7 separate regions of the Mus musculus genome follow, and regions 1, 2, 3, 4, 5 and 7 are each linked to region 6. The links are chromatin contacts, called in public ChIA-PET, Hi-C, HiChIP or PLAC-seq and promoter capture Hi-C maps. All regions are on one chromosome and are shown on one strand. The core of a region is the stretch at or near the end of the contact, and the rest is flanking DNA. Distances in the headings are between cores, read along the strand shown. Region 1 holds the start of Dqx1 (DEAQ RNA-dependent ATPase). Region 2 overlaps M1ap (meiosis 1 associated protein). Region 3 overlaps M1ap (meiosis 1 associated protein). Region 4 holds the start of Dok1 (docking protein 1). Region 5 holds the start of Pcgf1 (polycomb group ring finger 1). Region 6 holds the start of B230319C09Rik (RIKEN cDNA B230319C09 gene). Region 7 holds the start of Wbp1 (WW domain binding protein 1).

The links. Promoter capture Hi-C pulls out the DNA fragments that hold promoters and counts their contacts. A called contact is a pair of places that touch in the nucleus more often than the background predicts. ChIA-PET counts read pairs in DNA pulled down with a chosen protein or histone mark. HiChIP or PLAC-seq counts read pairs in DNA pulled down with a chosen protein or histone mark.
Region 1: an HNF4G HiChIP or PLAC-seq map of pancreatic cancer cells shows a contact between it and region 6. The contact joins the promoter of Dqx1 here to the promoter of B230319C09Rik in region 6. A contact is called at or near these places in 2 of 39 promoter capture datasets (cranial neural crest and pre-B cells), 1 of 484 Hi-C or Micro-C datasets (embryonic stem cells), 4 of 115 datasets of contacts at active chromatin or transcription factors (embryonic stem cells, memory CD8 T cells and pancreatic cancer cells) and 1 of 9 other capture datasets (liver).
Region 2: a Hi-C map of the G1E-ER4 cell line shows a contact between it and region 6, with 2.8 times the contacts expected there. The contact joins the enhancer-like site here to the promoter of B230319C09Rik in region 6. A contact is called at or near these places in 1 of 39 promoter capture datasets (neutrophils), 2 of 484 Hi-C or Micro-C datasets (the G1E-ER4 cell line and erythroblasts) and 1 of 115 datasets of contacts at active chromatin or transcription factors (embryonic stem cells).
Region 3: a contact with region 6 is called in a promoter capture Hi-C map of cranial neural crest. The contact joins the enhancer-like site here to the promoter of B230319C09Rik in region 6. A contact is called at or near these places in 3 of 39 promoter capture datasets (the C10 cell line, cranial neural crest and fetal liver), 1 of 484 Hi-C or Micro-C datasets (erythroblasts) and 1 of 115 datasets of contacts at active chromatin or transcription factors (embryonic stem cells).
Region 4: a contact with region 6 is called in an H3K27ac HiChIP or PLAC-seq map of microglia, with 6 times the contacts expected there. The contact joins the promoter of Dok1 here to the promoter of B230319C09Rik in region 6. A contact is called at or near these places in 1 of 39 promoter capture datasets (pre-B cells), 1 of 484 Hi-C or Micro-C datasets (embryonic stem cells), 3 of 115 datasets of contacts at active chromatin or transcription factors (embryonic stem cells, memory CD8 T cells and microglia) and 1 of 9 other capture datasets (embryonic stem cells).
Region 5: a contact with region 6 is called in a FOXA1 HiChIP or PLAC-seq map of pancreatic cancer cells. The contact joins the promoter of Pcgf1 here to the promoter of B230319C09Rik in region 6. A contact is called at or near these places in 3 of 39 promoter capture datasets (cranial neural crest, embryonic stem cells and second pharyngeal arch cranial neural crest), 1 of 484 Hi-C or Micro-C datasets (embryonic stem cells), 3 of 115 datasets of contacts at active chromatin or transcription factors (memory CD8 T cells, microglia and pancreatic cancer cells) and 1 of 9 other capture datasets (adipose tissue).
Region 7: a contact with region 6 is called in an RNA polymerase II ChIA-PET map of memory CD8 T cells, with 39 read pairs. The contact joins the promoter of Wbp1 here to the promoter of B230319C09Rik in region 6. A contact is called at or near these places in 8 of 39 promoter capture datasets (the C10 cell line, cranial neural crest, erythroid cells and 4 more), 2 of 484 Hi-C or Micro-C datasets (cardiomyocytes and embryonic stem cells), 2 of 115 datasets of contacts at active chromatin or transcription factors (memory CD8 T cells and pancreatic cancer cells) and 2 of 9 other capture datasets (adipose tissue and liver).

What each region holds. Positions count from the first base shown.
Region 1 is chr6:83,056,315-83,059,753 of GRCm38.p6, reverse strand. It overlaps Dqx1 (DEAQ RNA-dependent ATPase), which reads right to left and starts at 1,910. Exons shown (of 12, transcript NM_033606.3): 1 at 1,615-1,910; 2 at 1,019-1,324; 3 at 644-837; 4 at 1-315. The coding sequence starts at 1,246. Aup1 (ancient ubiquitous protein 1) reads right to left here. Exons shown (of 12, transcript NM_007517.4): 7 at 3,320-3,386; 8 at 3,110-3,212; 9 at 2,876-2,995; 10 at 2,661-2,776; 11 at 2,360-2,478; 12 at 2,072-2,256. The coding sequence ends at 2,220.
Region 2 is chr6:83,008,868-83,012,205 of GRCm38.p6, reverse strand. All of the region lies in intron 7 of M1ap (meiosis 1 associated protein), which reads right to left. All of the region lies in intron 2 of Gm32644 (a long non-coding RNA gene), which reads left to right. Among named protein-coding and RNA genes, the nearest start is that of Gm32644, 12 kb to the left of the region's middle. Within about 2 kb of position 1,990, at least 56 of the 459 cell types and tissues checked have an H3K27ac peak or open chromatin away from gene starts, as enhancers often do. A contact at or near this core is called in the G1E-ER4 cell line, where this site is marked.
Region 3 is chr6:82,986,375-82,989,353 of GRCm38.p6, reverse strand. All of the region lies in intron 4 of M1ap (meiosis 1 associated protein), which reads right to left. Among named protein-coding and RNA genes, the nearest start is that of Gm32644, 35 kb to the left of the region's middle. Within about 2 kb of position 1,698, at least 22 of the 459 cell types and tissues checked have an H3K27ac peak or open chromatin away from gene starts, as enhancers often do.
Region 4 is chr6:83,032,207-83,035,474 of GRCm38.p6, reverse strand. Dok1 (docking protein 1) reads left to right here and starts at 2,004. Exons shown (of 5, transcript NM_010070.4): 1 at 2,004-2,104; 2 at 2,409-2,708; 3 at 2,847-2,940; 4 at 3,060-3,244. The coding sequence starts at 2,045. Loxl3 (lysyl oxidase-like 3) reads right to left here and starts at 1,270. Exons shown (of 14, transcript NM_013586.5): 1 at 1,186-1,270; 2 at 1-20.
Region 5 is chr6:83,076,905-83,079,993 of GRCm38.p6, reverse strand. It overlaps Pcgf1 (polycomb group ring finger 1), which reads right to left and starts at 1,604. Exons shown (of 9, transcript NM_197992.1): 1 at 1,516-1,604; 2 at 994-1,099; 3 at 726-878; 4 at 489-560; 5 at 249-354; 6 at 39-72. The coding sequence starts at 1,572.
Region 6 is chr6:83,440,389-83,443,745 of GRCm38.p6, reverse strand. B230319C09Rik (RIKEN cDNA B230319C09 gene) reads right to left here and starts at 1,991. Exons shown (of 3, transcript NR_028382.1): 1 at 1,641-1,991; 2 at 1,069-1,159. It overlaps Tet3 (tet methylcytosine dioxygenase 3), which reads left to right. Exons shown (of 12, transcript NM_001347313.1): 3 at 2,473-2,529.
Region 7 is chr6:83,120,145-83,123,365 of GRCm38.p6, reverse strand. It overlaps Wbp1 (WW domain binding protein 1), which reads left to right and starts at 1,905. Exons shown (of 5, transcript NM_016757.2): 1 at 1,905-2,163; 2 at 2,490-2,594; 3 at 3,079-3,181. The coding sequence starts at 2,095. Ino80b (INO80 complex subunit B) reads left to right here. Exons shown (of 5, transcript NM_023547.2): 5 at 1,002-1,601. The coding sequence ends at 1,538.

The DNA of each region.
Region 1 (3,439 bases), core at 661-3,160, 380 kb after region 6:
CAGGCAGCTTCCACCAGGTCGGTAGGGACAGTGTCCTTGTAGGCAAGGGTGGGATCTCCACCAGGCTCCCTGGGCACACGCACAATGGGAGAATTGCCCCAGAAAGCCTGGAATTTTGGTTCAAGCGCTGGGTCGGTAACTACAACCACTCTGGGATCCCCTGGCAGGTTTCTCAGTCTGGTATCTCTCAAGAGCCCCTGTAGTAAATCTGAGGCCACTGACCGCTCCTGAGCCTCATCCAGTATCAGCACACTCCAGGCTCCAGGGCCCCGGGTTGAGGCTACTTCCTGCAGAAATAGCCTGTCCCAGCAAAACCTGTTGGCATTCGTAGAGGGCAGGGAGTCAGTGTGGACATGGACCAGACCAAAATCCATGTATTTTTTTTCCCCAAGTTGCCCAGATTCTGATACTGAAGGACAGAAAAAGATGTCCTAAGCCTGTGGACCATTAAGTGTGATCCCACATCTCTGTTGAGAGCACTTGGTTTATGCACTATATCCTGTATCTTGTGGTAGGGGAGTGAGGTTTGTATCACATGACTCCATTGCAGGTTGAGCTGAGGGTATAAGGAGATAATAGGCAGTTGGGTTTGTCTCCACTCCACAGGGGGAGTTAAGCTCAGGTCAGACTGCAGATGGCCCACCTGAGCATGGTGTTGGGCCCAGTACAGTCTTCCTGAGGGATGCTGTATCCAATCTCATGACCCAGGGTCAGGTCCATCTCATCAGCCACCCTTGAAGCCAGGCTCATGGCTGCCAGAGGGTAGGGCTGAGTGACTGTAACCTGTCCTGTCTGGAATCCTCTGGCCAGCGCAAACTCTGCACACCACTGAGGAATCTGGGGTAGGGAGAGGGAATGTGTCAGAGGACTGGAGAACCTCAGACAACTATGGCCAGCTGAACTGGGATCCCTGAACCTTACCACCCAGTGGGTCAGCCTCGCCCACATCCCCTCTCCTTTACCCAGGCAAAAGCACATTTAACCCTGCCCTTTGTCCACTCCCAGAATCTTCCTCCACCTGGGTGCTCTTGCCAGAGCCAGGGTCCCCAGATACCAGCACCACTCCAGTGGGGCTACTCTCCAAATGCTCCAAGAACAGGAAGCGAGCAGCCCAGATGGGCAGGGCTCTACGCTGCTCAAGCAGCTCATAGTAGCAGGAGGAGAAGGGGAGCCCATCAAAGGGGTTCACAGCCAGCTCAGACTCCCCAGGACTCAGTTCAGACTCTTCTGCCAGCCCAGAGGCCATGGTGGCTGCTCATAGAACCTACGAAAAGCAGGGCAGCCAGTAAGGCCTTGGGTCTGGTGACTGATACTGAATTCCCATCTCAGCTTGATCCCCAACGTTATCCCACAGGGGAGAATGCCTTGGGGTCCATCCTTCCCAGGAAACCGTGCTGGGTGTCTCTAAGAGGACATCACCAGTGGACTTTCACCCTGTTTGTAGCTGGGATCCCTGAGTAGTAAAGATCTGTGACTAGCACAGGGACCCACGGTGGCAGCAGGAGCTACAAGAAGCAGTCATCTGTGGGAAAGGCCCAAGTGGGGAAAAGTAAGAAATCTGGAGATGAGAGAAGGGGACAGTAGGTAGGGCCATTAATGATTCTGGATTCAAACCTGCCAGCAGCTCTGGGACACGGTCAGGATGGCAGCCAGTTCTGGACACACCCAGCCAGGCACACCAACCCAGGCCTCCCTGGAGTACAAAGGTAAATTCCGGCCCCATCCGGGAGGCTGAGCTCAAACTCCAATCCCAGAGCTTTATTTTGGGGGGAGGGGCCTTTTGCTCCACCTTGGTCAGCTTAGCTAGGAACCTATGGAAAGCAGGTTCCTGATGCCACCCTGAGCTTGTATAACTGAGCCTATATGACTATAGTCATGAAATGCATTCTGGGACTTGTAGTTTTGGAGTGACAGCCTACACTATAATTGAGCTGGGATCCAGTTGTTTTGTCTTCAGTTTAGTGTAATTTCACAGTTCCATTTTGACCATTCTCACCCATATTGTAGTCTTCAACCCAGGAAAAGAAACCTGCTCAAGGGGCTTTTGAAACCCAAAGAGGCAACAGAGACCTTGAGTGAAAACCCTGAATTTAATGTGAGATTGGGGGAGCCCCATCCCTCCCTTTTTACCACCCACTCATCCGGCCTGTTGTTAGCTGGGTGAGGGCTGCCCCCAGTCTCCGTCCTGCGGCTCTGGGTACCATCCTGTTCCTTTGGGCTCATTCAGCCTCCTGGGCCTGTCTCTCTCTGAATCTCCTGTGGGACATGGGGGAGAGAGTGTATAGGCTTTGTCACATCAGCTTCATCAGGCCTTTCTCCAACTTGTTCTTTCTCACATATTGTCCTCTAACCCTCTCACCTTCTTGCATATTCATACAGTGCCTGCTTGCGCTCCTGCAGGCTCTCCTGACGGGCCCAGGAAGACTTGGCAAACGTTAGGGCTGTGGGCTGAGGGGTCGCCAGGCCCGAGCTGGGGAACTGAGGTGATCACAATGTCAGAGGGCTTGCGAAGTCATCATCATTATACACCCATCGAATGCCTACTTTGCAAGAGAGGCACTGTGCTAGGGTCTCAACATCAAGGCGAGAAGTCAGGGAGAGGGAGCAGAGACTGCCCAGACCTGCCCTTAAGTCTTGGCCTTGACTACTCCAGGTCTCACCTTTGGGGCAGAGGGTGCAGGCGGGGACTGAGATCCCTCAGTGACATCTTCAGGCATGAAAGCCACAGCCCCCTCGAGCAGGTTTGTGATGGTCAAGTCTACACACCCAGTCCTGGCTGGGAAGAGAGGGGCAGAGTGTCCACTCCCTGTACCCCTTCTCTGTTGAGACCCATTTTCCTGTGTCTGCCATTCTGTGATGCTACCCTTTCCCATACCCAGGTCTCTCTGGATGACATTCAATGGCACATGGGGCAGAACCTCCTTGACTCTGTGAGCGAGAGTGGTCAGCTGCACATCAGAAGAAGGGCTGGGAGGAGAAGGAAAAGAAGACTGCACTGTTTAAAAGAAAAAAAAATGAGGTGAGTGGATTACTGAGAGAGGCAGACACGCGTAAGGAGGGAAGCAAAACCACCAAGCGCAGCAAGCATCTTTGTGCCCAGATCACACACCTGACTGGGGGCGTAATCTGGGGTGTCTTTGTCGCTTCATGTGTTCTGCTTTGTCTGCTGGAGTGAGCCGTGTCCCTATCTGGCCCAATTCTTTGGCCACCAGCTAGGGAGAATTGGAAGGTTATAGCTGTAGCCTCGTCAGGTCTTCTTCCCCTTCTCCCCAGGAGGGAGGGACCCCCCCACTTCCACCACACCCCTGTTCACTACCACCTGTTGTACACGGAGCGCAAACTCCTCACTCTCTTCCCCTAGCTGTCGACGAATGGGATGAAGCCACCTACAAAAACCAGAGCCCTGCCCTGTTAAGTCGACAGGGGCTAAGGGTATGGC
Region 2 (3,338 bases), core at 741-3,240, 430 kb after region 6:
CAAGTTCCCTATCACTGAACTGCCGAAGACACACAGTATTTTGAAGCTGTAGATGGCAGACTTACTGCCATGCTTAAGCCAGGCTGAGAAGGGGAGAGACTGAGAGCATCCCAGCTCCAGCTCGCGAAGGAGTGCAGTATTAAAGCACAAGTAAAACAGGGCTGGATTAGCACAGTAAGGATCCAGGTAATGACGCTGATGGACAGATCTCTCAGGCAGGTGAGGCTCATTAAATGAGTGGGTGTAGGCACGAGAAACTTCAATGTCAGGACTGCCCCAAGAAGGCGGTGAGGCTGGGTGTGGTAGTGCATGCCTTTAGACCCAGCATTATGCAGGCAGAGATAGGCAGATCTCTGTGAGTTCGAGGCCAGCCTGGTCTACATACTAAGTTCTAAGCCATCCAGAGTTATTGAGTAAGCCTGTGTCTAAAAATAAACAGTAAAAGAAAGAAAAGAGAAAAGGAAGGAAGAAAGAAAGAAAGAAAGAAAGAAAGAAAGAAAGAAAGAAAGAGAGAAAGATTAATGTAGTCTCACCACGTAGGTAAAATGGAGCTGGGGAAGGGAAGTTAGGAGTTCACGAAAAAGTTTTTTGAAAAGCATTGGGAACAGGAAACAAGGACAACTCCAATTTAGGAGAGGAAAACTGAGGTGGCCCCAGGTGACTGGAGTGTAAAGGACACCATGGCTGAAAGTGGATGAGGTTTCAAGCCTGGGTGACTTAGACAATGATAGAGCTCTATTAACAGAAAGACAGAAGTTAGAACAGGAGTTGGCTGTGGGGAACCCCGGTGTGGGAAGGCGGGGGCACAGAGAATTGCACGGGGAACTGAGGAGGCACTGGATTTGAAAAGGACAAATAAACCAAATGTAAAAATCCCGGACCAGAGATGGAGGCAAAGTTCAGCACACACAGGGCTGTGGAGACGGATCAGCAACTAGGAGCTCTTTGCGACCTTCAAAGAACCCAAGTTTGGTTCCAGCAACCATGCTAGCCAGGGCATAACTGCCTGAAACTCCAGGTCTAGCCTCGGTGGCCACCTGTAACAAGCGGCGTACACTCATATAGATATATATCCATACAGGCTAATAAAAATAAAGATCTAAAAAAAAAAACCAAGGTTCGGGCAACTTGTGCAAACAGGGTCAGGCATGTTCAAACCAAATAATAAGCCTTGTCACATAGTAAGTGTAAAACTATTTCTTGTCGAATGAATGACTTGAAGCTTGTGAAAAATTCTTCTCTCTCTCTCCCTCTCTCTCTCTTGTGCTGCCATTTGGGATTTATGCCACGCAGAGAAGGTGTCATTCAAATAGCATGGATGTAGAAAACTGATTTGTCCCTCCTCCCACTAGGAGGGCAGTGGGAAGATCAAGATCCCTGGGACCCACACAGAGTACGACTCCTGATGGCTGTCCCCTAACTCCCATGCATATTACAGCGTGGAAACCTCCTACTTCCCAAACAAACACACAAACACACAAACACACACACAAACACACAGACATAAAAGGAGACCATGAATGAGCAGACTCTGTTCTAGTGAAATACTGAAGCCTACAGTGTGAGCAAAGGAGAATCAAAACCAAGTCCAAAAGCAACATCAGGAGGAAAAAGTTTGTTTCAGCTGTCTGTCTGTCTGTCTGTCCTCAGAGGAAGCCAAGCCAGGACCTCAAGGCATGAACTTGGAGGCAGGAACAGGAGCAGAGAGCACAGAAGAAGCTCTCGATGGCTTGCTCAGACTACTTTTTTAAAAAATGAAACTCAGGGCCACCTATGTAGTTTTTAAATAAAACCTCAATTGTTTGATTTTAGCAACGAAGCCTTGGGAGCCAGATGTGGGGGTGAAAGCCTGCTAGCTCAGAGAGGCAGAGAAAGCACCCAGCTGACCTTCCTCCTCAGTCCACATCCTAGAAGAACCTCTCTCTCACCCTGTCGCAGAAAACCTCCATCAAACAGAGTATCCGTCCCTTCTACTTCCTGTGCGTCTCGCTATCTGTCCTCCTGAGTCCCTCTTACAGTCTATGGTTGTTTTTCCCTTAATAATCTGATGTTCACTTCCTGTCTACTGGTTGCTTGCTCCGCCTCTTGACCTATGTTTGACTTTATTTAATCCGTTTACAGAAAGCTCTTGGATAGAATTTAATCAGAAAGCTCTTGGATTAAAGGTGTGTGCTAAGGCTGAGCCACACTACAACTAAAATCAGGTTTTCTCAGTAAATAACAATCTCTGGGTTGATCACAGTGAGATAAAATATCCTGTAATAACCTGCCCAGTGGGAGGTACCACCCATAATAGGATGGCCTCTCCCACATTAAGAAAATGCCCTGTAGACTTGCCTACCAACCAGTCTTACAGAAGCATTTTCTCAGTTGAGAGTCCCTCCTCCCAGATACCTTTAGCTTGTGACAAGTTGACAAAAAGTCAACCAGGACATCCATTCATCCATTTAAGACATTAAGTTATTTCTAATTTTCCACCACTGTAAATAACACTGAGATGCACGTCTTGTTTTATATGTCTTTACTTCATTGTCTTGGACTATAATCCTGGCAAGAGTGTTGAAGGATGCATATTTTCAGGAAAATGTGTTAAAATGCTAATGTCTAAAATATCACATACTCCCCAGGCATAGTGGTGTACACCTTTAATCCTAGTACTCAGCAAGTGGACACAGGAGTATCTTAGTGAGTTTGAGGCCAGCCTGGCCTACAAAGTGAGTTCCAGAACAGCCAGGGCTACGCCAGGGAGAGACTTTGTCTCAAAAAACAAAAAACGAAATGAACAAAAAAAAAATCCTCTACTATAAGCATTAAGCCAAGTATAGCGGTGCCTGTGCATACCGATGCTGGGGAAGCAAAGGCTATCCTCAGCTACATAGCAAGTTTCAGAAGGTTAACCTGGGCTACATGAGACCCTGCCTTTATTTAAACAACAAAACAACAACAAAACAACAACACAACAACAAAACAACAACTGTATTAAAAGCAAGGTCAGGGAGGCCGAGATGGGAAGGTCTTGAAGTCAAGGCTTGTTTGGGTTGCAGAGTAAGTTCAAGTCCCTGGGTAACTTAAAATGAGACCTGTCTCAGACTAAATACATAAACAAACAAACAAACAAACAAACAAACAAACAAATGGAGGCCTGGGGATATAGAATCAGGGTAGAGTGACTAGCATATGTGAGATCCTGGGTTCAACCTCCAATTTGTCAAAAAGAAAAGAAAAGGGATTGAAAGCACTGGGAGAAATGCTTGCTGAGTGATGGATCATCTCAGAGACTCTGAGGAAGTGGGTGGAGAACCTAAGTAAACTGAGCTGAGGGGCAGTCGCAGAAGTGA
Region 3 (2,979 bases), core at 449-2,948, 450 kb after region 6:
TGGTTGTAAGTCACCTGTTGTAGCTGCAGGAACTGAACCTGGGTCCTTTGAAAGAACATCAAAAGCTTTTAACTGCTGAGCCATCTCTCTAGCCCCAAATCTTACAAATATTTGAACACCCCTCAAAGGCAGGAAAGCAGGAGAAAAAAAGACCAATCAAACAGAATTAACAAACAACAGAATAAAACAATAGACATGAAACTAACCATATCAACACTTAAATAATTATTAATGGAGTATCATTCCAAGTAAAACTTAGAGGTTATCAGAATAAATAAATAATATGTTGTCTACAACAAATTTTCTTATTCTTTTTTTTTTTTTTTAAAGATTTATTTATTTATATGTAAGTACACTGTAGCTGTCTTCAGACACTCCAGAAGAGGGAGTCAGATCTCGTTACGGATGGTTGTGAGCCACCATGTGGTTGCTGGGATTTGAACTCCGGACCTCTGGAAGAGCAGTCGGGTGCTCTTACCCACTGAGCCATCTCACCAGCCCAAATTTTCTTATTCTTATTCTTATTGGTTTTCAAGATAGAGTCTCTCTGTGTTGCTCTGGCTGTCCTGGAACCCATTCTGTAGATAGGCTGGCCTTGAACTCAGAGATCCACATGCCTCTGCCTATGAAGTGCTGAGATTAAAGGCCTTGCCACCATGCCTGGCTCAATATACTTTAAATACAAATCCACAAATGAATTGAAAGTACATGTATTAGAAAAGATAAATGATAAGGACTCAGGAGAAATGAAAGCATCCATGCCTGGAAAGATCTGTGTGTAGGCATTTATACCAGTTTTACTCATAGTCAAAAATAGAAAACCAAAGTGTCCATTGACAGGTGAATAGTTAAACAAATTATTTATGTAAAATATTACTATTCAACAATAAAGACTTGTTATAAACACCATGGACAAATCTCAACATCTGAATGAAAAAGGTCAGACACAAAAGTATATATATATATATATATATATATATAGTATGATTCTACTTTTGTAAAATGGGAAGTAAAGGGCGGAGGGTGGGATTGAGTGTGTGTGTGTGTGTGTGTGTGTGTGTGTGTGTGTAGGGGAGGAGGGGCCTTTGAGCACAATGCAAGGATTTTATATCTTGACTGGGGTGATGATCTGTAGGGGTACAGGACTGTGAAAACTCACTGAGCTGTACATGTTGAATGCATGTAACTTCTGGTATGTAGACTATTCCTCAACCCGGCAAGAACAAACTTTAAAAAATCGCCATTTTCAAGTAATTTCAGATATGCTGCTAAATTCCTATCACTTCATTTAAGTATAAAAGGAGGGGATGCTATTTTTCTGAGATCACGGCTTCTTTTAATGAAACACATGTCTGTCTGGGTTAAAAATCTTTAGGTAGCAAACACAACAGAGCTTCTAATTTAGACTTAATGCCACAGGAAAACGACTTTAATGCAGTTATCCAAGACAAACTCGATGCGCAGCTGCTCATCTGGCCTATTTTGTAAGACATCAGAGTCTGACAACTGCTTAAAGTACAGAGGGGACCCTCCAATCCCCTACCCCTACTTCTTTCTGGACTCTTCTAAGGAGCAATGAATCTCCATCTTCTTTGTTTGGATTGTTAACATTTGGTATTTCCTGAGAACACATGTGGATAGGCTGCCTTTCCAAGGATCTTGACATCGATCCCTGGTAAACTCTAGGAGGAAATTTTAAACAGATGGTTTGTGAGCACTTAGCAAAGGAACCTGATATCCTTGTGTACACGGCTGAGAACTGTAGGCTCGCTGACAGCCTCGTTAAGCTGATTTGTAACTGCTTCAAGACTCACATACCCAATCAGTGCAGACGGTTGTCAACCTGGACAGATGCTGTCTGGATGCCAAAGTATATTGATCACTGTGACCTCCCGAGTTTTGGCATATTTATTACTTATCCATTCTTTAGAAGACTAGTATAAAAATTTTATCGTATGCAAATGAAGACGTATCAGGTGTGCCCTTGTAAGCTCTAAAAGCTCAGCCATAAGCAGACATCATGAATCTCTTTTGTTAACTTGAGATACAGAATGTCATGAATAGCACGACATGTCTGTGTGCTCTTCCCTCCTCCTCAGAGGAAGCCTTGCTATGCTGAACTTCCTTATCATTCTTTCTCTTTTAAAAAGGTTACTGCTTTAAGTAATATTTCATTGCTTTAACTTCCTGGAGCTTTGTAAGAAGCACAGTCTTCTATATGCCATGAGTGGCCTGCCTCTCCCCACCCCCCCAACACCCCCCACCCCCCGTATAAACATTCATGAGCATCGTTCCTCTCAGCTGTGGTGCTCCACTTTATGATGATGTTACAACGTTTGCATTCCAGACAGCAACTTCTCGCTGGTTACTTGAGTGAGAGCTGTAGGTGTGGTTTTTCTGACTCCCTTTTCCATGGTGTCTTCTGACAAACAGGAATTCTGATTTTACTATAGGGATGCTTCTTCAGTCTTCTGTAGCTAGCAGACTTTGTGTCTCATATGAAATTCTTCCTTCTCCTCACCTACAGTCATTAAGTTTTTTCTTATACATTCTCTTCTAAAAGTTTTCTCTCTCATATTTAGGTTTTATAAAGTAGAGATCCAACTTCTCTTTTTTCCTGAAGGATCAATGATCGTTCCAGCATGATTTAGTAACTACACTAATCTATTTTCATTGTTTTTCCATGGCAGCCACACCACACATTATGTTTTCATGTGACTTTCTGCTTCTGGGCTCAGTAATAAGTTCTGGACAGGACAAATGGTCTATTCCTGTGTCAGTATGACACTACATATTATTTTCTGCAGTGCTGTGTGTTAAACCCAGAGCATCATGCATATGAAACAAAGGATGTGTGATTGAGCATATGATAAGCCCAAGTACTGTCTTTTTTTTTAAGATTGATTTATTTATTTTATGTGAGTACACTGTAGCTGTCTTCAGACACCCCAGAAGAGGACATCTGATCCCATTACAGAT
Region 4 (3,268 bases), core at 755-3,254, 410 kb after region 6:
GGGGCCCAAGGAGGGGGGCACTAAGGGACAGAGAAGGAGAGACACACACACTGAATGAGGGTAGGAACACAAAGAAAACAGGCACAGCCCTAGAGACCTAGATTGGGGGCGAGGGAGACTCTCCTTTCCCTTTGCAAATAATAAAACTTATAACTTGTGGTTAGTGTCCCACCATAACCTTCCCTGGTTTGGCCATCATTACCACCAACACCATCATCTCTATTTACTTTCATCCATGGGGTGGGTATGGGTTAGAGATGGAGAGTCTACGGATGGGTTGGGTAAACAGAGATATTGGGAAGAGACACAGAGAGGACGACCCAGACAGGATGTGACAGGAAGGGAGACTGTGGGAACGAAGGGGAAAAAACAGAAAGGCACGGGGTGAGAGACACATTGAATATGGATAGATGGTTTTAATCAAACCAAAAAAACCAAAGCACAGAGTAATGGGGAATGACACAGAGAGGCAAAAACCATGAGGAGAGGGAATAAAAGCCAAGGTGCAGGCACAGGAGAAATGACAGCAAGACCCATGCAGTTAGACAGACAGATGGCATCACAGGCAAGGGGAGCCTGGGAGCCCAGCCCTGGAAATCTCAGCACTATGAATGAGAAGACTCTTCAGTTTCCTATGGGGGCAGATGCCCATGCAGGAAGGGCCGAGGCTAACCGGAGTAGGAGAACCTTCTGCCACCCTCCCTAGCACATGGGCTGGCAAATATGCTGCAGGGTCAGGGACTCCAGGAGACCTAGGCTTCAAGCTGGGCAGGGTTTGGTATGGAGTTATCCAAGCTCCCTGGAACACCTCTTTTTCTGTCACTGGGCAACCAGAAGCTAGGGCTAGCTCCCCAGCTCAGGCCTTCTCTATCCGAGGCTGAAAACAGTCCTCCACAGTAAGGGGGGCCCTCCATTGCTTCCCCCAACTCAGACAAGACAGCTTTGTTCTGGGGGCATTTGGCTCCGAAGCCCTGGTGTTCAGCGTAGGGCCTGCAAATTGCACCCTGAAGCCTCCATCCCCAACAGTTTGCTCAGCTTTCCACTCTTCTGTTTCGCTCCTTGACCAATAATAAAACTGTCAGTTGGTTGGCTTTCCCGACTCCATCCCAAATCAGCGTTTCTCCTGGTCCACCATCCTCTCCATCCCCAACTCCTCTTCCCGCTGGCCAGCAGTAACTCCCCTACCTTCGACTAGGCACAACTCCAGAGGCTGGAAGCAGAGTCCTGGTCCTGGAGATTACTTTCAGGACTTCTCAGAAAAAAAGTGTTCGGCCAGGGGAGACTGGACCCCCCCTTCCTCTCCCCTCTTCGTTGGTCCCTCCCACGTCCCCTAGAGCCCTCCCACATTCCGCTTTCTCCCTCCATTCCGGCCAGGCCAGTTCCCTCCTCTAGATCTTCCCCTCCCCTGTGGAGCTGGCTGCAGCCACGCCACCCCCTCCCACTCCTCCCGGCTCAATGAAGCTTTCTTTTCCCGCAGGTTGGAGGCCCGGCAGCCGTATTCAGGGTGCTTGACTTGCAAACGGTTTCGGGACAGCAGGACGGCCCCTGTGGCAACGGGAAGCTTTCCAGCCCGTAGCCGTTCCTCCACATCCCCAACTAGACAGAGTATCAACAACAGTCCAGTCCAATTCCCGGGCTGGGCCATGAGAAAAGGTCCCACAAAGAAAACTATTGTCCCGATGGCTCCCTTGGTCATTATGGCGCCCCCGAGGTGCCTGCAGGTGATGTCACGGCCTTCACTCTGATGTCACGTTAAACATATGTCGTCACTCTCAGCTTCCACCCCCCAGGCACTAGGGCCCCTGGTTGGTGATCACCGCTTCCCTGAGTGGTGCCACTGTGTGCACCACTAAAGATAAAGGCTTTAGTGAGCTCTCCCTGAGTTCTTCCTGATGGCTCGTTTTCCTCCAAGCCCTCCGCTCCCCCATCACCGCCGCAGGGGCCGGGGAGGGGCGGGCACGCCTCCGGCACCCTGCAGCCTCGCCCCGCCCCGCCCCGCCCCCAGCCCTCCGGGCCAGGAAGCGCGGAAGGAATCGCCTGGGCCATGGACGGGGCTGTGATGGAGGGTCCGCTTTTTCTGCAGAGTCAGCGCTTCGGGACCAAGGTAGTTTGTTTGTGGCGTGGGGGATGGCGAAACCCCTCTGGACTAGAAGTGGGTGAAAGAATCCAGAAAGAGGGAAGGGGCCGGAAGAAGGTCGGAACGGCGCGCGGGCAATTGTAGATCCCCAAGACGTTCCCTTAAAAGTCTCGGGCTGTGCCCTCCTTGGTGCGGTCTTGGGATGCCATTATCTTTGGGAAAGTAGCTCAGCCTGGGAAGCCCCAGACTCAGATCGGCCTTCATGGGTCTCTTCTTCCTTGTGGGGCGCGTGCTACCACCGCGCACTCTCGAGTCTTTCGTTCTTTCCCAGAGGTGGAGGAAAACTTGGGCTGTGCTTTACCCAGCCAGTCCTCACGGCGTGGCGCGGCTGGAATTCTTTGATCACAAGGGGTCGAGCTCTAGAGGGGGTCGAGGCGGCTCTCGCCGTCTAGACTGCAAGATGATACGCCTGGCTGAATGTGTGAGCGTGGTGCCGGTGACTGTGGAGAGTCCCCCTGAGCCCGGCGCTGTTGCCTTCCGCCTGGACACCGCACAGCGCTCGCACCTGCTGGCGGCGGACGCCGTATCCAGCACCGCCTGGGTGCAGACTTTATGCAGAACCGCCTTTCCGGTGAGTGACTGGGGGTGGGCATCTCTGGGCTTAAGGGACACTGCGAGGATGGAGCTATTATAGAGGCACTGGACTTCTTGCACCTACCCTAGACCCAAGAGAATTATATATAATTCTTCCATGTTCCCTTTTCTGCAGAAAGGCGGCTGGGCTTTGGCGCAGACGGAGAACCAACCTAAGTTTTCTGCCTTGGAGATGCTGGAGAATTCGCTGTACAGCCCCACCTGGGAAGGTAGATGTCTGGCAGGAATGGAGTGGGTTGAAGAGGTGCCCTTGGGGAGCTAGTGATTGGAGTCAACCGAGTCCCTAACTTGCCCCAGCGCTCCTTCTCCTTCGTATGTGTTCTTCCAGGATCCCAGTTCTGGGTAACCTCGCAGAAGACCGAGGCTTCTGAACGCTGCGGCTTGCAAGGCTCCTACATACTGAGGGTGGAAGCTGAGAAGCTGACTCTCCTGACTTTGGGTGCGCAGAGTCAAATCCTGGAGCCGCTCCTTTTCTGGCCCTACACTCTGTTGCGTCGCTATGGCCGGGACAAGGTGCATGGGGCTGTCTGGGAGGAT
Region 5 (3,089 bases), core at 355-2,854, 360 kb after region 6:
GGCTCCTTCAAAGGGGCCCTCCCCTCAACCCCTCTCACCTGAAGGACATTTTTATTCTTGTCTTTGCCAGAACTGGATGGAAACAGATACAAGTTAGAGGGTTCCACTTTTCTTGTCTCCTACCTAGCACAAGCACCACAGCACACTTTCTTCAGGGGAGCAGACACTCCCTCACCCTTCCCCCCAAGTCCCTTAGCATCTGGGTCACCAGTAGTATCACTTCACGCAACCTCTGACCTGCCCCTCACCTCAGCCGCTCCAGGCATAGGCTCAGCTGTTCATCATATCGATAATAGTGGGCTTTAGAGTGGTCAAAACTGCTGAAGGGGAGGCCAAGGTTGCTCAGGGCTGGCTCTGAGGAAAAGTAGATATTGAGGAGGCTGGTACAGGTTCCATACCCTCTTCTCCCCAGAGAGCAAAACCAGGCAAAAGAGATGCTCTGAGGGCTTTAATTGCCCCCCTCCCCCAAATGAGCACCAAGGACATACCTTCACCACTGGGCTGGGAGACTCTGTCTAAGCCTCGGGACTGATAGAATTCCCGAATCCGTTTCTCTTCACCTAAGGAGGGGTGAAGGGCAGCCATATTAATTCTCTTTGTTTTGGCTGTTGACCTCTTTATCTTTGTATTTTTTTGATTCCCAACAAAACTGTTGGGAACAAAACGTCAAGGTGCCACCCAGCATTAGAGTCAGGAGGCCCCACAAATATAAGGTGGCCACTCACTGTCTTGCAAGCCTGGCACTAGCTTATACACTATGTCCTGCATGACCCGATCCAGTTTGAGATTGAGCAACGGCTGCGTCTCGTGGATCTTGATGTTGCACATGGGGCAGTACTTGCTGGTTTGCAGGTACTTCACGATACAACTTTTGCAGACTGTAAGAGGAGAAACGAAGATGCTCAGGTCCCTTGGGAACCCGACACATGGGACAGGCAGCACAGAGGCTGGCAGCCAGCTTGGAAGAGGAGAGACAGGATCCGGGACACTCACAGGTGTGGAGACACTCTGTGATGGTGGTGGCATCCACGAAGTAGCCCGCGCACAGGCAGCAAACGATGTGTTCATTCAGGTCTTTGATCTTCACCCGGACCTCCTCCTGTGGACACACCCTCAGTCACTCCCCACTGGTCTTGCAAGCCCACCCCATCTCACCTTCTGCAATTCCCAGCAACAGAGCAGTTTGTTATTGGACTGGGTCGTCTGGCCCCCGAGAAGAGACGGGGGAGTGAGCTCCCCCTTCGCCCAGCAGAGGGCTCCGCGCACAGCGGGTGCTCTCTTTTCGCGGACCCGCCTGACTCTCTTTTTTCCCTCGGGAGACCAGACGCTGTCGGAGACACAACGCGCAAGCGTCCAAGTCCAGCGTTTGGCAACTCGGCCAGAATCGCGCGTGCGTATCGCGCACCCCGTGGCTGCGCAAGCGCACTGGGCGCCCATCCCGCCGCCACCCGTCCTCTCCTTCGTTTGGGTTCACACAGCTAACGGACCCCAGCAGTCATCCCGCTGCCCCTGCACCTCGTTCCGTAGTGGGTCCATCTTGTACACTGACTGGAGCTGGTTCCGAAGCCTCATCGCGATCGCAATCTGGCCCCCCTGAGGAGACGCCATCTTAAAGGCTGATCCCAGCCCGCCACTTCCGGTACCGCCTGCGGGGCGGGACTTGTCTCCTAGCAACGAGGGCCTCACATTCTCCGGATTGGCTAGTTTTCCGGCACACCCCGCCCTCGCCCCCTCTTTAGCTCCCCGTGTGCTCACCTGAGCCCGCTGCCCCCCCAACAATCGGTGGTCGTTATGGAGGGGGGTTGAGTGAAGCAGGGTCTCTGCGGTGCACGCTCCCACGGGCGTCCTTCCAACGGCGCGCACACAACCTCTGGATCAACTTCGGTAGCTTGTGCTAAGAGAGCCTGTGTGCCCTGGGACCCCGAAGCCGGGCTATCGCCCGCCGCTACAGCTCCGGAGTGTGGGAGTCCTGGGACCCGACCTCGCCTCCGACCCGGGGTCCTCTCTATACAGTGCAGTCCTGCTCCGCTGCGGCGTCCGCGTTGCGGAGCTGCGTCCCAGCCGCGGGCCTTCTCCCGTCTGCGCCGCGGGAGTTTTTTCCGGGCTCGCGAAGTCTGGGAGAGGGTGCCCTGGGCGGGGTGGAGAGGGAGAGACCCCCCGGGGAACCGGGAGCTCTTACTCCCCACTCTCTCCCTGCTGCCGAGGATGGGGAGAATAGGCCCTGGCTAATGATGATGATTTAATCATCGGCGCCTGCGGAGGCCTGGGACAGACTAATGCAGAGCAGATGCCGAAGGAGGAGGGGAGGATTGACAGCGAGGAGACTTGGGCAGCGAGTGCCTGCAGTAGCATAGGCCCGGGCCCGCACTTGGGGAGGACACAGGGGTTCCCGGGTCTGGTACACTGTCATCACTGGGTCCCTACGGCGGAATTTTAAAAGAATAAATTTACTCTGAAGCGTTATTAGCATCGAGTACAACTGGAGATTCGAGTGAGAGGGGAGAGACTGGCGGAAACTTGAAAGGCTCTCTGGAGAAAATTGGGACTCTTGTGTGGGCATGATTGACAAATGGATGCACGAGAGGTATAAATGTGATGGAAATAGAAAAAAAAGGCAGTGTGAAGAGGAACGACCAAAGAAACAGGTGTGGATTGAGAGCCCCAATGGAAGGAATGGGGTCTAAAAGAACTGGAATAATTAGGTTGAAGGTAACAGGAACCTCACAGAAAGGAGTGTATGTCTGTTACCCCATAAGTGGTAGTACATAAGCGTCAGGAAAGTATTAAAGACTTGTTAATCGACTACATACAGCTATGGTTTACCTTCCTGGCCCAGGCCACCTAGTCACCTCTGAGCCACTGCAGGTCTTGACTGCTTGCCCATGTCTATATCGTTCCCTCTTTAGACCTTTCTTCCCACAGCATGGCAAAGTGATTCTGATCATAGGTTACAAAGAACACACGTTTTTGATGATGTGTTTCTCATGTTGATGGTGGTGCTAGTTTAGTGGACATGTACATGGGGCAAAACCAATTACAGTATACACTTTAAATACTTGCAACTTGCAGCGTATCATAAATTAGACCTC
Region 6 (3,357 bases), core at 742-3,241:
ATTCCAGTTATGTGTAGACCTAGGAAAGAGGGAAGACAGGGCCCCACCCACGTGGGGACCGACTGTAAATAAAGGACTGCTTGAATGTGACTGGTGCTGCAGAAGAGGCCGAATGTTGTTCCTGGGGCCCGGGAGGAGCCTGGCTGGGAAGGCTTGCTGGCAGAGGGCCTGGCAGAGGGAGGGAGGCACTGTTTGGATTCAGCCATGCAGTACATTAGCATGCGGGGGAGGGGTCAGGAAGCGGCATTGGGAAGGGTGAAGATATTAGTATTCTCAGATCCGTTTGTCAGGAAGTGGTCACTTGAAGTGACCCAGTTGTCTTTATATCTTCCTGGGCTTAGAGAGAAAAAGGGGTTTCAGAGGATGAGAAGGGTTCAGGTTTGAATTCCTGCCCACTAATTTTCTAGGGCAAATTGTTCATTATCCTCCAATACTCTCCATATCCCTCTCCTGAAAACAAGCTGTGTGTAGAGAAAAATGAGATGAACCTACAGCATGGTTGGCACAGGGCTTGGTATGTAGCGGGGGGGGGGGGGCCTGAAGCACTGTGACTGCCATAGAAGAGGCAGTATTGATATTGTCCACACTGTCTCTCTGTGTGGGGTGCATATGCACAGGGCTTAATAGCACAGGGCTTTAGGGAACCAGGAGAAGGAAGGGGATTCATGTAGGCTGGTCAGGAGTGAGTTAAAAGACAAACATGCAGTTTGTCACATCAAGTCATGATTTAGGACATTGTCCCTTTATCTTGTCTGCTCTGGGAGGGACCCAGTAGGACTGCCTCTTGTGCCAAAGGGGAGACAGGTGTGGGCCCTGAAGCCTCCATATACCAGAAGCAGGCTTGGCCCGCTCCTAAAGAACTTATCTGATTCTGAACACCCCCTGGGGGCCCTGGGGTGGGGCACAATTCTGCATTTGGGGTGGAATGGGTAATAGAACGAGTCACTGGAGCAGGGGTGCTCATCTGTGAGTCACTTCTCTCAGGCCTCAGCTTACTCATCCGTGAGAATGAGAAGGCACCCTGAGCTCTGGCAGAGATGTAGAGTGCTGGAAGCCAGCAGCACCTACCTTGTGTCAGGCAGTGGCTCTGTGCCTTCTCAGGCCCTCACAGCTGCATGAAATGGCTGCTGGTTCCATTCTTCAGTTGAGCAGAGAGAGGCTAAGAGAGGTAAGTTACCACAGGCTAGGAATGGGATATGTGGGTACCAAAGTGAGGTAGAAGCCTGGATGTTCCCCTTCCGAGAGGGGGATGGGACAAAAGAGGATGCCTGGGTATTGAATCCCAGAAGGTGAATTGCTAGGACCTTGCTATCCCCCCCCCCCGCCCCCCACCATGGTCTCCTGGTCACCGAACCCTTGGTATGCCTATAGTTAGAGAACTAGAAGGAAACTCTTAAGGGCGGGGAGCCCAGGGCGTTTTTTTGGACGGGTCATCTGGTGGATCTTCTCCAGAAGAGAAACTTGTTTAAGAAAATTGCATTTCAGTACTGTTCGGTTGTAAGGCTATGCCGGAGAGGGCATAGCGGACTTGGGGAAGCACAGGTTATATGGGCTATAGCCAGTTTTCCGAGTGGGGTGTAAGAGGGCAGGGGAGTAGAACTATAGAATGGCGAAGGATATGGTCTTCAGGGAGGACTGACCTGGCTTGGAGTTTGAGCTATGCTGTGTTCTAGCGGTGTCACCTTCGGTAAGTTACTCCACTCATCTGCAGTCTGCAAAGCGGGGGGCGGGGTTGGGGGATGGATGTGAGGCTTCTGCTGCCCTGGATTCTCCTTGGAGAACCAGAGCTCCAGCTCTGCTCTGGCTGAGAGTGGCCGGTATGGGATACCCACATACTGCCGCTCCCCACCCCTTCGCCGTACTCCAGTTGCACCCGCTAGAACTGCAGGGGACGTCTTGTGTATGTTGCCAGGGGTAGGAGGGTGCCCCGGGATCCCCGGCCTGCCTGGGAAGCAGCCCTTGTGGCGATGGCTCCCTCCACCAAGGCCCCTGCCTGGCTGCTGGGCAGGTCCTTGGCGGGGAGGGCCGGGCGCGGGATTGGCTGGCGCGCGCGCCGCCCCCTTGCACACCAGCCTGGCGGGGCGGGAGCAGCCGGCAGCTGGCCGCCGCCTCTGCAGTGCCTCCCTCGGTGCGCTCCCTCGGCGGGGATAATGGGAGGCCCGGCGGCGGCCGATGCAGTAGTGGAGGCCGGCCGAGGTAGAGCGCTGGGCCTGGAAGGGAGGGGAGGCCGTGTGCAGGCCGCGAGCGGGTCCCGGGGATCTCCAGAGGCCGGAGAACCGAAGCAGGAAAACAAAACACTGGAAGGCGCAGGGGCCCAACAGTGCTGGGGAGGCAGCTGGAGCAGGAAGATGGTCCCGTCCAGCCTTTCTTCTCCGGGCCCTTCCCCTCCAGTGTGCTGGGGCCTGTGCTGGACTGCTCTGCTCCTTGCCTGCTACCGGCCTGCCTCACCAGTGTCTTTGGCTTCTTTTGCAGGTGGAAATAAATGCTCGTGAAGGAACGGGGCCCTGGGCACAAGGGGCGACTGTCAAGGTACCCTGCGTGTTTGTGTGTGTGTGTGTGTGTGTACGTGAGTGCGTGCGCGCTTGCCCTTGTGTATGTGTGCGTGTGTGTATGTGTGCGTGTGTGTATACGTGGGCTTGCACGGTGGGGGTGAAGTGTTTGACTGGATTGGATAAAAATAAAGGGTCTCCTCTGGTGATCCCTTAATCTCCCACTGTGTGTGTAGCAGCAGCTGAGGGGGAGGGGCGGCGCGAGTGTGGGCGGCCAATGAATTCTCAGGCCTGTGTGGGTTTTGTTTGGATTCGTTTTGCTTTCTCAGCTGGATGGTTTGGGTGCAGTTGGGGTTTGGCGTTTGGTTTGTTGAACTGTATGTATATGTGTGCGCTGTGCGTGTGTGCGCATGTGCGTGTGTGTGTGTGTGTGTGTGTGTGTGTGTGTGTGTGTGTGTGTTTTAAAGACGTACAACCCACTTCCCACCCCTGCCTCTGGAAATCTCTGGAGAATGGCCCTGGCACTGTTGGTTTGCTTCCAATCTGCAGAAATCCCCGGGGTGCGTTGTCTCGGGGAAGTGGGGGTGAAAGACAGTAAGGGGGAGGGAGAATTGCACTCCTGAGTCTGAAGCTGATAGGGTGTCATTAGTCATGCTGCTGTCACCATGGAGATGGCTGAAGAGAGGAGAGGAGGTGGTGGGGGTGAGGATATTTTGGGTAGGGTGGGGGCTGATGCAACATCATGGCTGGGAAGCCAGCGGGTGTCTGCTGTTATTCTGTGCCACTTGGTGTCTGGGAGACTGGGAAGGCAGTGTTCCCTGGTGTGAGGGAAGCAGAGAAAGGGGCTTTGAGCCATTCCAGGTGGGTT
Region 7 (3,221 bases), core at 656-3,155, 320 kb after region 6:
AGAACTCCTGGAACTAGATTTACAGACAGTTGAGAGCTGCCATGTAGGTGCAGGGAACTGAATGAGAGTCCTCCCCAAGGGCCGGTGCTCCTCGCCGCTGAGTAGTCTTTCCAGTCTAGAATGCCTTTGAAGAGATGACATTTCCAGTACCAGGGGAGCTTCTCAGACAGAGAGGCCAGCTGACATAGAGCCCAGGGGCACAGAGACCCAGAAGGAGAGTGTGGCCAGGTCACCCAGGGGGATATATACTGACAAGTGACATAGCTGGCTTAATTACTTTGGCAATTATGTGCTGTGAAGCTTAGTAGGGGTAAGGAATTTCCTTAGGAAGCTGCTGAAGTGTAGGCTGTCGTGGCGCAGACCTGTGCCCCAGAGCTTGAGAGACAGGAGGATGGTTACAAATTCCGAGGCATCTAAAAATACATATAGATAGCCTGACACAATCAATCAATAAACTGGGAGAGGGGTATGGGGTGTGGAAACTGGGAGAGCTGGTGATGGCCCGAGTCCAGAAGAAAGTAGTAAAAGGAATAGAGAAACCTGCACTGAAGCCTGGATGTATGACGGAAGTAGCTACTTAGTGGGAGAAAAAAGGAATCCAGGGTAATTCTTTTTGGTTTGAGCCAAATCCAAGTTGATGTTTTTTCCTGAGATACTATTTAAAATAACAGCAACAACAAAAACCTACACAAGGGGCAGGCAGGGTACCATACTTTTGTTTCCTCCTTTGGACCTGAGTGAGAGGCAGGAACCCTGGGAAGAGAAGTGTGGTATTAAGGGTCCCTAAAGATGGGGACAGTGGCACAAGCATTTGATCCCAGCACCTAGGGAACAGAGGCAAGAGTGTGAGCTCCAGGCTGGCCTGGTCTACATAGTGACTTACAGGGCAGCCAAAGTTATATAGTGAGACCGCCTCGAAACAAAAACAAACGAAAATAGGGGTGGGTGACCCCAAAAACCTCGCCATTTGGTTCTCAGACATCCTCTGTCTCTTTCCCCAGCGAGCCCTCCTCCAGAAGGCGCGGAGCCAGCCGTCCCCGACTCTGCCTCTGCCAGTGGGTGGGGGCTGCCCTGCCCCTGCCCTCACCGAAGAGATGCTGCTGAAGCGTGAGGAGCGTGCACGGAAGCGGCGGCTGCAGGCGGCGAGGAGGGCCGAGGAGCACAAAAATCAGACAATTGAGCGCCTCACCAAGACGGCCGCTCCTAGCGGGCGTGGAGGGCGCGGGGCGGCGCGGGGCGAGCGGCGCGGAGGACGGGCTGCTGCCCCGGCCCCTGCACCCATGGTGCGCTACTGCAGCGGGGCACAGGGCTCCACCTTGTCTTTTCCTCCCGGCGTTCCCACACCCACGGCGGTGGCACAGCGGCCTGCCCCATCGGGCCCCGCTCCACGATGCTCTGTCCCCGGCTGCCCCCACCCGCGTCGTTATGCCTGCTCCCGCACCGGCCAGGCCCTTTGCAGCCTACAGTGCTACCGCATCAACCTGCAGCTACGGCTGGGAGGGCCCGAGGGCCCGGGGTCCCCACTCCTGGCCACCTAAGACCTCTCCCACGCCACATTCCTGCTGTCTCCCCCACCCTATTAAATTTCGTACAGTGCCTCAGCTTGTATCGAATTGCTGGAGTGGGAAGCCGGCGGAGTCTGAACCTGAGTGTGTAAAGTCATTCAGCCAATCGGCGAAAATTTTTGTGCTGAACGGCCGTTCATTGGCCGATAAGTCAAAGCTTGTTCTGTTGTCCGTACTGGCTATTGTTGCTGTCAGTCAGGCATTTGGTCGAGCCTTTCCCCTGTCTTTGTCTGTGTGAGTTCTTGTTGTCTGGGAGAGCGGCACAGGCGCCGCTGCGGATTGGGCAAAAGGAGAAACCTGTGACCGGTTCCTATTGGCTGATCTGTTAGTTAGCGATTCTGATTGGCTGGACTGAGCAACTGTGTCCTCTGGAGGTGCTCTCCCCGGCCGGGAGCTCCGGCCGCGGAGTGATGGTGGCACCGGTGGCGATGGGCCGGGCAGGGACCATGGAAGTGGCGGCAGAGGTGGCAGGGGCGGGGCAGCTGGCGGTGGAGGAGGCTGTGGTCTTCAGGGGTCTGTAGGTGGAGGCATGGCTCGGGCCAGCAGCAGGAACAGCAGCGAAGAGGCCTGGGGGTCACTTCAGGCGCCGCAACAGCAGGTATCCCAGCAGCTCTAAAAGCTTATCTCACTACAGCCATTTATTTCTCTTTCCCCTTTCCTGTCACTTCCTGTCCGGGGTGGGGGAGGAGCTCATGGAGCCAAAGGTACTCTGAAGTTCCTGAACATGACCATTCTACTCTTTGTCTAGACTTATTACGTAGATGCAGTTGACTTTACCTGCACCCTCTTAGACCCCATCTCATGGTTGCAATGCAAGCCTGCAGTGGCTCTCCAGTTACCAGAGGCGTAGTGAAACCCCCAGGGAGGTTCCCTCTGTCTTGCAGCAGTTATTTGTGATGTTTTTCTCTGTGCCTATTGTCACAGCAGAGTCCGGCAGCATCTTCTCTTGAGGGAGCAATTTGGAGACGAGCTGGAACCCAGACTCGCGCCCTGGATACCATCCTTTATCATCCACAGCAATCCCATCTGGTTGGGAGCACTGCTCTGGGTCTCACACTGTGCCTCCTCTACCCCAGGGAGCTTGAGACCCAGGGGTGGAAAAAAAAAACCATCTTGGGGGTGTGGGAGGCAGACCTTTGGGGTGGGAGATGTTGAAAGCTTTTTAGCTTTGGAAATGGCCTTAAATTCCTACCCATTGTCACACTATGTTTTGTTTCTTTTAAAACATTAGCCTACAAAAAACCACCCTTGGGGCCAGGCTTCTGTGAGAAAAGTATTGGGTTTAAAGAACTGATATCACTTTCTCTGTATTTACACTTTACTTTCTCACTAGTTTCTGGCATTTTAAATCTTCCATACTGATAGCCCTACATATAGACCCTCCTTTTAGCATCCCATGCCATCCTTCCAAGCTAGGTCGGCTCGTGGGTGGGACTGTATGTGCGTGCAGGAGGTGGGGGTGGACAGGGCCTTGGGTAGAAGCCCCTGGTTCTTAGTGCCTCCTTGCCTCCAGCTTCGAGAGCTGTGCCCAGGAGTGAATACCCAGCCCTACCTCTGTGAGACTGGTCATTGCTGTGGGGAGACTGGCTGCTGCACCTACTACTATGAACTCTGGTGTGAGTCTTCAAAGGGATCCATCTCAGGTTCCATGCCCAT